2 separate regions of the Zea mays genome follow, and region 2 is linked to region 1. The links are chromatin contacts, called in public Hi-C maps. All regions are on one chromosome and are shown on one strand. The core of a region is the stretch at or near the end of the contact, and the rest is flanking DNA. Distances in the headings are between cores, read along the strand shown.

Evidence for each region. Hi-C and Micro-C count contacts between places; a contact is called where the count stands out from the background.
Region 2: a Hi-C map of ear shows a contact between it and region 1, with 1.6 times the contacts expected there. The contact joins the promoter of LOC732753 here to the promoter of LOC100192752 in region 1. A contact is called at or near these places in 2 of 25 Hi-C or Micro-C datasets (ear and tassel).

Annotation. Positions count from the first base shown.
Region 1 is chr8:3,508,855-3,513,944 of Zm-B73-REFERENCE-NAM-5.0, reverse strand. LOC100192752 (titan9) reads left to right here and starts at 2,392. Exons shown (of 8, transcript NM_001137950.1): 1 at 2,392-2,475; 2 at 2,581-2,647; 3 at 2,765-2,822; 4 at 2,951-3,009. The coding sequence starts at 2,428. It overlaps LOC111590076 (U2 spliceosomal RNA), which reads right to left and starts at 5,011; the gene lies at 4,821-5,011.
Region 2 is chr8:3,656,682-3,661,771 of Zm-B73-REFERENCE-NAM-5.0, reverse strand. LOC732753 (cystatin 4) reads right to left here and starts at 2,218. Exons shown (of 4, transcript NM_001308502.1): 1 at 1,912-2,218; 2 at 1,559-1,778; 3 at 56-201. The coding sequence starts at 2,127.

The sequences.
Region 1 (5,090 bases), core at 1,143-3,642:
AAGCTCCATGGTGCCAACCCTCCCGCATCGATCTATGCACAACACCTCGGCGCCAACATTCATGGCGCTGAGGTAGGGGCCATAAATCTTGGCGCTTACCTGGCGACAAGGGTCATGGCACCGAGGTGCTTCCACATCAGGTACATGTTGGCGTCGATTCTTACATATGAACGCTAAAATAGTTGGCGCCGACACGTTGTAGCTCGACGCCAATAGTGATGACGCCGAGCTAAGGGTCCATTTTTTTAAAATGAAACTAGAAAGAGCGTATTTGTGAAAATAAAACCAAAAAACTAAAAATACAAAAAAGACGGTCGCTACGGTCACTCACATGCACACGCCAGCAACTGACGTCCTACATGTTCAAACTGAAGTCGTGTACCAATTGAAGCAAGTGAAGGGCAAAAAACGATGCAACTTTGAGCAAGTGATGGTGGCCTTGAGCAGAGGATAATGCAAGAGACGACCGATTCATAAAGGTGGAAGTGGGGTGGCTATTGTAACTTGGAGCACGAGACAAAGATGGGTGCTCACCAAAAGTCGGTTATGAAAGTCGCCTAGAGGGGGGGTGAATAGGCGTATTCTGAAATTTACAATTTAAAACACAAACTACAAGCCGGAATTAGCGTTAGAATTAAATCCGAGTCCAGGAGAGAGGGGAAAACAAAACAAGAGCAAATCAAGCGAATGACACGGTGATTTGTTTTATCGAGATTCGGTTCTAAAGAACCTAGTCCCCGTTGAGGTGGTCACAAAGACCGGGTCTCTTTCAACCCTTTCCCTCTCTCAAACGGTCACTTAGACCGAGTGAGCTTTCTTCCTTGATTTTCTCGGGTCACTTAGACCCTGCAAGGACCACCACATAATTGGTGTCTCTTGCTTCGCTTACAAGGCTTTGAGAATATGAATGAGAGAAAGAAGAAAGCCAACCAAGCAACAAGAGCAACAAAGAAACACAAGAACGATCCTCTCACAAGTCCTAAAACACTAGAGTTGAATTGAGGACTTTGATTGGATCAGTGGCTTTGATTTTGTGTTTTGGAGTGTTACACTTTGCTCTTGTATTGAATGAAGAGCGTTGAATGCTTGGATGGTTGGAGTGGTGGTGGTTGAGGGGTATTTATAGCCCTCATTCACCAAAACAACCGTTGGGGCAGGCTACTGTCGATGGGCGCACCTGTCCGGTGCGCCGCCGGACACTGTCCGGTGTGCCAGCCACGTCACCCAACCGTTAGGGTTCTGATACAGTCGACCGTTGGAGCGCTGACTTCTGGTGGCACCAGACAGGCACTGTTCACTGCCCAGATGCGCCTCTGACCTCTGCTCTGACTTCTGCCGCGAACTGTAGCGCTGTCAGGGGTACTATGCAGTCGACCGTTGCGCCGAAGAGTCGTTGCTCCGCTGGTGCACCGGATAGTCCGGTGGCACACCGGACAGTCCGGTGAATTATAGCGGAGTGGCGCTGGAGAAATCCGAGAGTAGCGAGTTGGAGTTTGTATGGCCCTGGTGCACCAGACACTGTCCGGTGCGCCAGACCAGGGCACTCTCAAGTTTCTTGCTCTTTTGAATTTGAACCCTATCTTTTATCTTCTATTGGTTTATGTTGAACCTTTATGCACCTGTAGAACATATAATCTAGAGCAAACTAGTTAGTCCAATTATTTGTGTTAGACAATCAACCACCAAAATTATTTATAAGAAAAGGTTAACCCTATTTTCCTTTCAGATTATAATTTTTTTACAAATACTCCCTTAAAACACCACAAAAGCTCTCACATTAAACATCACTATACATATCCTAAGCCTCCACTAGACTTAACCGTCCACGATAGAGTGATGAGTGGCTCAAACGACAATACTAAATCGACGACGTGTGCTGGGTATTATACTCTATTTGGATGTTAATATTGGAGGACATGAAATTAAATTGGTTTTAATATCAAATTAGTCATGATATTAAAATAAGATGTAATTATAATTCTATTGTTTGGACATTATTGGAGTTTGGAATTGGGTTGTCTAATTTCACATAATACAGAGAGGTGATACTCTGAATTGGAGAAAGAGTTTTTAGTTAGAATCCAATACTGTGGAATTAGCTCTCTGATTCCAAATCTTAATTATATATACAACCAAATAACAGAATTCAATAAAATTAATTTTAATTCATAATTCTATACACTAATATCTACATCCAAACAGATGTTAGATACGAAGCCAACGAACCCGCGTGACGAGAGTATCACAATCGAAAAAAGGTCTTCCATCTGTTGTCTCGTTCTCTCTTTCCGCACGACCGCACCGTGTGAGTTCAAAAAACTTACCCCCAAAAACTGTCCTCCCTTGGTTCCTTCCCGCTCTCCAGCCAAAGTCGCCGCTCCCGCTCGGACACGCGTCTAGAAGCTTCTGGATCCGTCCCTGACGCCGATGGAGCAGCTCGACTACAAGTTCCACGAGAAGTACACTGCTCTGAAGGTACTGCGGGCACGTCCGCTTCTTCCCCATCCCGTTTCTATGGCCGCGCGCGGTGGGTTGACACTGCAATTATTGATTTCCGCTTAATCTATTGCCGTGCCGTAGAAGCGGAAGCTACTGGACGAGGGGCTGGAGCGGAAGCGGGAGGCGGAACTCAATGAGCTTTACGATGGTATAACCGGCCGAACCTATCTCCGGGCTGGGCTATGGGATTGGGAAGTAGGGTTTTGGGCGAAGCGCTTGTTCTTTTCCCCTGCTTTGATTTTTTCCTTTTATTTTGATGACGCAGCCATGAAAGATTGGGTCAGCGAACTCAGGAAAGACAATGCGGAACTCAACGAGAAGCTGTAAGATGAGAATTCTTATGCTTCTCCGTGGGTTAGGGTTTCGTTTTTTTTGGGGGGGGGGGGTGGTGTGGAATTGGTGCCTATATAGTTGATTATATCCCTTTTTTGGGCTAATTTGATGATTCCAGGGTGGAGAAGCAGGATGAGCTCGAGAAGGCCCGTCAGGAATTCCTTGAAGATATTCGTAGTAAGATTATTTATCAAATCTCAAAGTTACCTTCTGTCTAGTCATGAAAAGTAGTTTTCTTTGGTCTGAATCTTATTATCCGTGATCATGTTTATTCAAATTTCGGTCTAACTTGCCATGAAAAGTAGACATGAGTTGGGTTAATCCTTCACCTTAATTCTATGGCACATTTATGTTTATGACCACCACAAAGGACAATGTGTCACTAACTCTTAAGAATGTTACTGAGTAATGGCTATAAAATCCCTGTTAAATGGCATGCTACAATCATCTAGTGGTTGTTTAGATCTATAAAATAAAGATCAGTTTGGTAAGAACATGTTTTTATCAGAAATTTAAGGAAAAACTAGTTTTAAGTTGCTAGACCATTAATCTAGGTTTACATAACATAACATAACATGTTATTTGGATTAATATGTAGGAAACTAAACTGAGGTTTGGTAATCTCTCCATTGCCCATTACTTCACCCTTGCATAGTTGTTCCTTCTACTCTTCATTGTACAGCACGGGAGCCCCTGAATCAATCATCTTACTGCTTCCTTTCTGTAGCTCACATCCATGGATGCCTCTTCATTCCTAATCTCAGGAAATGGATAGGGTATCCAGCAGCAGCACCAATGACCCGCCAGAGCACAAATGACCATAGCACCCTGGCTAAGCAATAACCATTGTCATCTTGCTGAACTTTCTCCGGCATCTTGCTGAGCACATGAAGCCCGCTGAACTTCCTCTCCGTCTCAGTCATCCGTTTCTCCAGCATATTTGATGAGCATCCAAGTGGACGGCAACATCCTGAGTATCTCCCCTTCCTGGCCATCGCCCATCACGCTCACACAGCATCATCTCCCTCTCATCAATGCGTATGAGTACCATAGCACCAAGCTGTTTGCTGTCCTGGCTGTTGTCGTCATCATCGTGCTCTTAATCATCACCTTCTGGCAAAGCATCCAGCGTGGTTGTTTCTTTGCTGGTGACAAGCTCTAGCCCCTGTGACTTTTTGGCTGAAGCTGTTGTACCTGTCAGTGTTCAGTGAAGTTGCCAGGTTGTTGAGAATGATGACATCTGAAACACACTAAACGGAAAAACTGGAGTTTAGAGAAAACTACTGTTGCTCACCCTCAAGTTAGTTACATCAAAAAATCAGAGAAATGGACAAACAGGTTTATTGGGATCCTTTTTTTTACAAAACTAGAGATCCAAACAATGCCTTGATGTCTTCAACATCATTGCAGAACAATTAAACAAGGAAATATTTCAATAACTGTGCCCTTGCTTTCCTTGTTGGACAAATACTTCAAACAGGGGATACTGGCTAGAATTGTGATTTAGAGCAAGTATATACTTATACTAATTCGAGTACTGTCTATAAAATTGCCACAGTGATTTGTGTTTCAAAAAGTTCAGGTCAGAGAGGACAACCTTATTGCTTTGTGTACACCAATGGACATCTAAGTTTGATGAATATCAAATTTACTGCTTTGCTGTACTTGATTGCTGGTTGTAGCTTATTAGCATATCTGCATATGATAAATCAAGAATATTTTATTCTGCGAACATTTACCAAAACCAAACTGTTTTGTATTGTTTGCAATATAGTCAAACAACTGGCCAATTATGCATTCATAATTTTTTCGAGTAATAGTTGGGAGGCCATTGAAATGGTACCTCTACTAATGTTCACCTGTGTCTTTCTGGTATGGTCCGAAATATGTTTTGACACTATTACTGAACAGTGCTACATTACCAAGAACTAGAATAATATCTGTGCGTTGCGACAGTACACAATCATATTTTCATGATATTGGTTGCGAAGGGTGAGCCCGTACCTGCAATGCAATCAATGGTTGAACGAAGTAAATCAGTCATATGGACCCTCCCCTAAAAAAATACCAATTATAAATAAATTTAATATCAAAGTGAGCATATTGTCTATAGATCAGATGTTAAATTGATAAGAATAAATATTACATTTTATTTTAGCCAAAAGACCGAGAAAGATATGAGTTGAAAAATAAACCCAATCCCTATTTTTATAGAGCTCTCTGTAGCTCGTCCTCTTTCAGCTAACAGGGTGTAGCTT
Region 2 (5,090 bases), core at 969-3,468, 150 kb before region 1:
GGCAATATTTGGGAAAGGGCTTGGGGGTCTTAAGATCCATTTTGCAGAAACTAACCTGTGCATGGGCACGAAGGATCTCGAGAAGTTCGTAGGGAAACAGGGAGTTGGACCTCTCTTGGATCGATTTCACAGCATGGTGTGCAGCATCTTTGACCACAGGATCCTCTACTGGAACCTCACGCCAACCAGGCTCATGTCCACCTGTAGTATCGTCGGTTAAATGCCAACTTAGAATTTTTAAAGAACATATATGTTAAAAAAAATCTCCAGCTTAGGTTCTAACATGCGCGCCACAATCAAGATACCGAGACAAAAGGAGTGCCAGTGATCGAAAGGCCAGTTACCACTTCTCTAGTGACAATTTACTGAATGTGTGGTTAATTGTTACGCATCATTAAAATTTGCATCCTCTCAACATCAGGACATCAAGACAAAGATGGAAAACAAAAGCCAGCGCACCGTGACTAGGGCTGAAGTTAAGGTGGGGCACTTTTGTGAATTTTCAGCTTTCCTGACAAGTGATCAACTGAATGTATGTCCAGTTTCAAAATTAAACAACAAATAAAACAAGAACAAACTCCAAGTAATCAAACATATCAGCATCCATGGTCCCTAAATACAACTGAGCAAAGCAGTAAACATGGATCAATGCTCGCCATTTAGCAATGGTTTGACTCAGTTATGCTATAGATTTGTGTGTATGTGCGTTGGTGGGTGGGTCCATTTCATTTCCAAGAACCTTGCCTTGTGTATCAGTATACCAATCTGGCTTGTGTCGCCTATCAAGTTACTTTGTGTATGATCATATCAATTGGACCTCTAAGCTATCATTATTCCTGGTTATCCAAAGCACTTGTGTAAGTAACATATAGGACTTCCAAGCCATAACTCTTGTAAACGATGTGACTTAAACTTATTACACTTGAGGCTTCAGACAGTTAAAACTCACAGCCTGAATCACGTAAGGCTGTAACTAGTAGTAATGCTAAGACGAGCGTCCACATATGTTTGCAAACTAGGTCTTCCAAAAGATGATTTCAACCCGCTCCAGCAAGAGTTTCAGGCCCACTATGTGCTTGAAGGGAACTTATCATCATTTCTGCATTTAGCAAGGATGACTTGTGCCAATAGATTTTTCAGCGAATCAACTAATGACCTAATAAACCCTAAGAAGATACATCGGATGCTATCATGCTAATGCCATTTCCCTTCTTGTTTCGCAATGGTTACCCCCATCACAACTTTCCACAATTAATCAAAATAATGAAGTAATAAAGATCACACCGGTTACTGTTGTCTACTTATAATCCATTGAGATCTACAATTCAAACGAACACTCACCATTTTCCAAACTAGATCAGCACATACCCTCTTACTACTCTTGAGGATTTGCTTCCTCCATCCAAAAGAAATAATTGCACATGTCAAACAATCCGCACTAAGGCATTTCTACAAACACGCTACTGCACAGGCCACCCAGGCTCCAGCCCTTGTACTCGCTATGCAGACGCATCAACAGTGGTAGCAATGTCTCCATCTCATAAGCGGGAGCACGAACCTTGCTTGGCGCCGAGGTCGGCGTTGGTGAAGGCGGTGGCGTCCCCCTTGTGGCTGAATTCCTGGAGCTCCTTGAAGTCGAGCCATGGCTTGACCCAGACCTTGGCCTCGTAGAGCTTCTTCCTCCCGGCCTCGACGGCCTCGAGCGTGAGGTGGTGCAGCGTGCCGGCCACCACCTGCTCCTTGGCCTCCACCACGCGCACGAACTCCAGCAGCGCGTTCTGAAGCCAGGCGCACAGATGTGCATCGACAGAACCGTCCCCCCCAGATCAGCACAGGAATTCAAACGAATCACGGAGCACCCGGAGGGAGACCGATCGAGAAGCAACGGAAGGCCAGGGAGAGGCCGCTGACCTCGCGCCTGTTGTGCTCATCGACGGCGAAGCGGCCGAGCCCGTCGGACTCGGCGCTGTTGGCCGCGGCTGGGTTCTCCTTCACGCCGCCGAGGACGTGGCCGGCCATGGCTGCTCCTCCGATCGCGAGGGACGCGCAACCGAGGAGTAACAGGAGGAGCAGGAAGGCGCTCGGAGGGTGAGCGGCGGCGGCGGCTCGGGTCGCGGCAACGCGCATGCTCTGGTAGTGGGGAGGAGGACTGCGAAGTCTGGCGGTTTGATTCACTTGAGATTGCTTTGGCTTTGCTTTGCTTCGTGGGAGGGGAACGGGTGGGGTCAGGCCGTCAGCGTTTTAAGCCATCAAGGGCGGTTGCGGGGACACGTGAGCGGACGCGTGGACCAGCGGAGATGCAATCTGTGCAGCGGCATTCGGCAACGGCGGTTGCTTAACTGGGAGGTAAAGCGAGACGCATCAATATTGGGTTGGGCTGGGCTTTCCTGGGTTAGGCCCGGAAGCCAGGAAATAGAGAGGGGGGGTCCAATGACATTTAGTATTCCGCATCCTGACTGACCGAGTGACTGGAAGAAGGAAGAACTTCTATAGCGGGCCCGGAGGAGGGGGAAACAGTGGGCCGTGGCTGTAAAACCGGAACGCACTGCGGGCCTTAATAAATCTTTTACCCAAATTATGTGGTTTGGGCCGTACTTCTTCTTTCGCAGTAATGAACCATCGCGCCCCATCGATGATCGAGAGCGTAGATATGTACCGATCGAATTTTATAGATAGAGAGAGATTCATCGTCGTCAATTCGTCAGCATCCGTCGCATTGGCCGAGGGTACCTCCTGCCAAAAAGAAGAAAAAAAAAAGGGTTCGCATGCGATGCTGCCGAGACCGGAGAGTACAGTACACGACGGGCACTGACGGCGCATCGGGATTGAAGCGGTCCTCCACTACCACTGCCACTCCAGATCTGCCCAAAACACCCTGACGGAGACGGACGGAGGGTATCTTTTCAACAAGTGCAAGGCGCCTCGTGCTAATTCCAAGGTGTTTTTAGGTCCTCATGTTGGCCATGACCGAGGCATCGCGCGGGTCGCCTGCGAGTGCGCTTTGCGTTGATCCAATCACAAGCAGCGGGGGCAATCATGCATGCCCCCGTCGTCCCTTCTTCTGAAAATCTGTCCAAATCTTGATCATGCTTTTCGCAAATAATGGTCGCCGGAATCTTGACCTGTGCCGAACTGCCGATGCCGTCGCAGCGATGGCAGGACAGATACACCATCAATGCTAATGCTCGAAACAACAGGACACATGCGCATGGCTGCCTGCCGGTGAGCCGACGGTCCAGCTTGTGTTCAGATCTCCCCCAAGGGACCGGCGCTACCTAGTTAAGAGCAAGTTTAATAATAAAGGCCGCAGCAAGCTTTATGCTAGTTAAGTCTACTCAACGAGTGTTTCGTTTCTATAACTAATTTTTAGTCGTTCGATTTTATTTCATTTTAGTATTTAAATTATCAAATATAGAAACTAAAACTCTATTTATTTTAGTTTCTATGTTTAATAATCTAAAGACTAAAGTAGAATAAAATGATGGAACTAAAATTTAGTCCATATAAATCAAATATCTCCTTTATATAAACTATGCATTTAATACTTGTTTCATCTCTTCATTCTATAAAATGAAATTGTCTTAGACTTGGTGACCAGCCTACTTTCAGGTGCCTGCTAGTGAGCAGCTTGTTTTTCTTTCTCTCCACATCTCTTTCTTCCACGTCACTATAAATCTGACATATCATACAATCCCCCTATATCACCTTATTATACTTGCTCTAAGCTCAATTGAGCGATACACACATCATTATCTATTATAGCAATGACTTATATTTTATTTAATTATATTAATTATTATTAGATACATATTAAATATATTTGGAGCTCTATACCCCTTGAAACTTATAAAATCTTTCATGTTCGTTAGCACATCGAGGCCCTCTAAGACCTTTCGAATGTTCGAGACCTTATAGCCCTTGGGACGTCAGGGCCCTCCGTGACTATGGGAACGTCTCGAGGCATGGTTCTTGGGACCTCGGGGGCGTTCGAGACCCTCGGGGATCATTTAGAGTATTCAGAGTTGTTGTACCATTCATTAAATATATTTTTGTCAGCGGTTTTGCTGCTGCGTTAAAATCAAGTGATTTTGATGGGACGTTTTATAAGAGATGATATGATAAGACGATCGTGTGGTTGAGAGCAATGAACTACTATCATTCTGCATAGGGAAAATCCGAATAGTTTACTCCTTACGAAAACAAAGCTTTATAAGTTGTTGATAACATGTTTTGAGGCACCATGGTGAAGCGTCCCAATCCTCTGGGACTCAAATGTGATACAATTACTAGTCCCAGGAGGCTAGTAAACACATTTATACATCAGATGATTCCAGATCTGCTTAAACGAGACAAACCTATAAAGGTGGCGAACAACTTTAAGAGTTGGTCCACAACTCGGAACATATCATCAGAGTGGGGCTGAAGCAGCCCGATATACGCAGTGAAGCAATTCAGCGGTCCAACAGCCACAGGCAAGGTTGGGAACAGTCGTAACTCTTACCCGATCTCTTTTTTCTGAAAAACAACAAATAAGCAAGGGTGAGTACAAACGTACTCAGCAGCCCACCTTCACCCGCGGAATGGGGAAATCAGATATAATGCATGGAATATGTGGAGCTCAGGATATTTTGCAGAAACACCAATATTTTATGCATAGTTGTTTTGAAAAACATTTTGTATTTTTGCAAAGCGCATCCTCTCCAAAAGGAGCAGGAAGTTTTTCAGTATTATAACAAAATCCCCTGGACTAAACCATCCAGGTATCTCAGCAGTTCCCACTGGTTTTCATTTTCAAAAATAGCTACTGGACTTCCCGTCCACCATAGCTCACGGCTCAACCGCCGAACCTTTTTTTAAAAACCACTTTTCAAAAGCATCTCTTTTTTTGGAAAACAAAACATTAATTGTCATACCATACCAGACTCGTCCATTCCTGTGGACACAGACTATTCGAATAGGTTTTCAAACTCTGCGCAGAGGTGTACACTTTACCCACCAGTTCGGCTCTGCGATCCCATGGCCAATGAGACCCGAATCCGACTCTCTTTCTTTCCCCACACGTCCTAACCTTAACGGTTATCCGGAAGGAG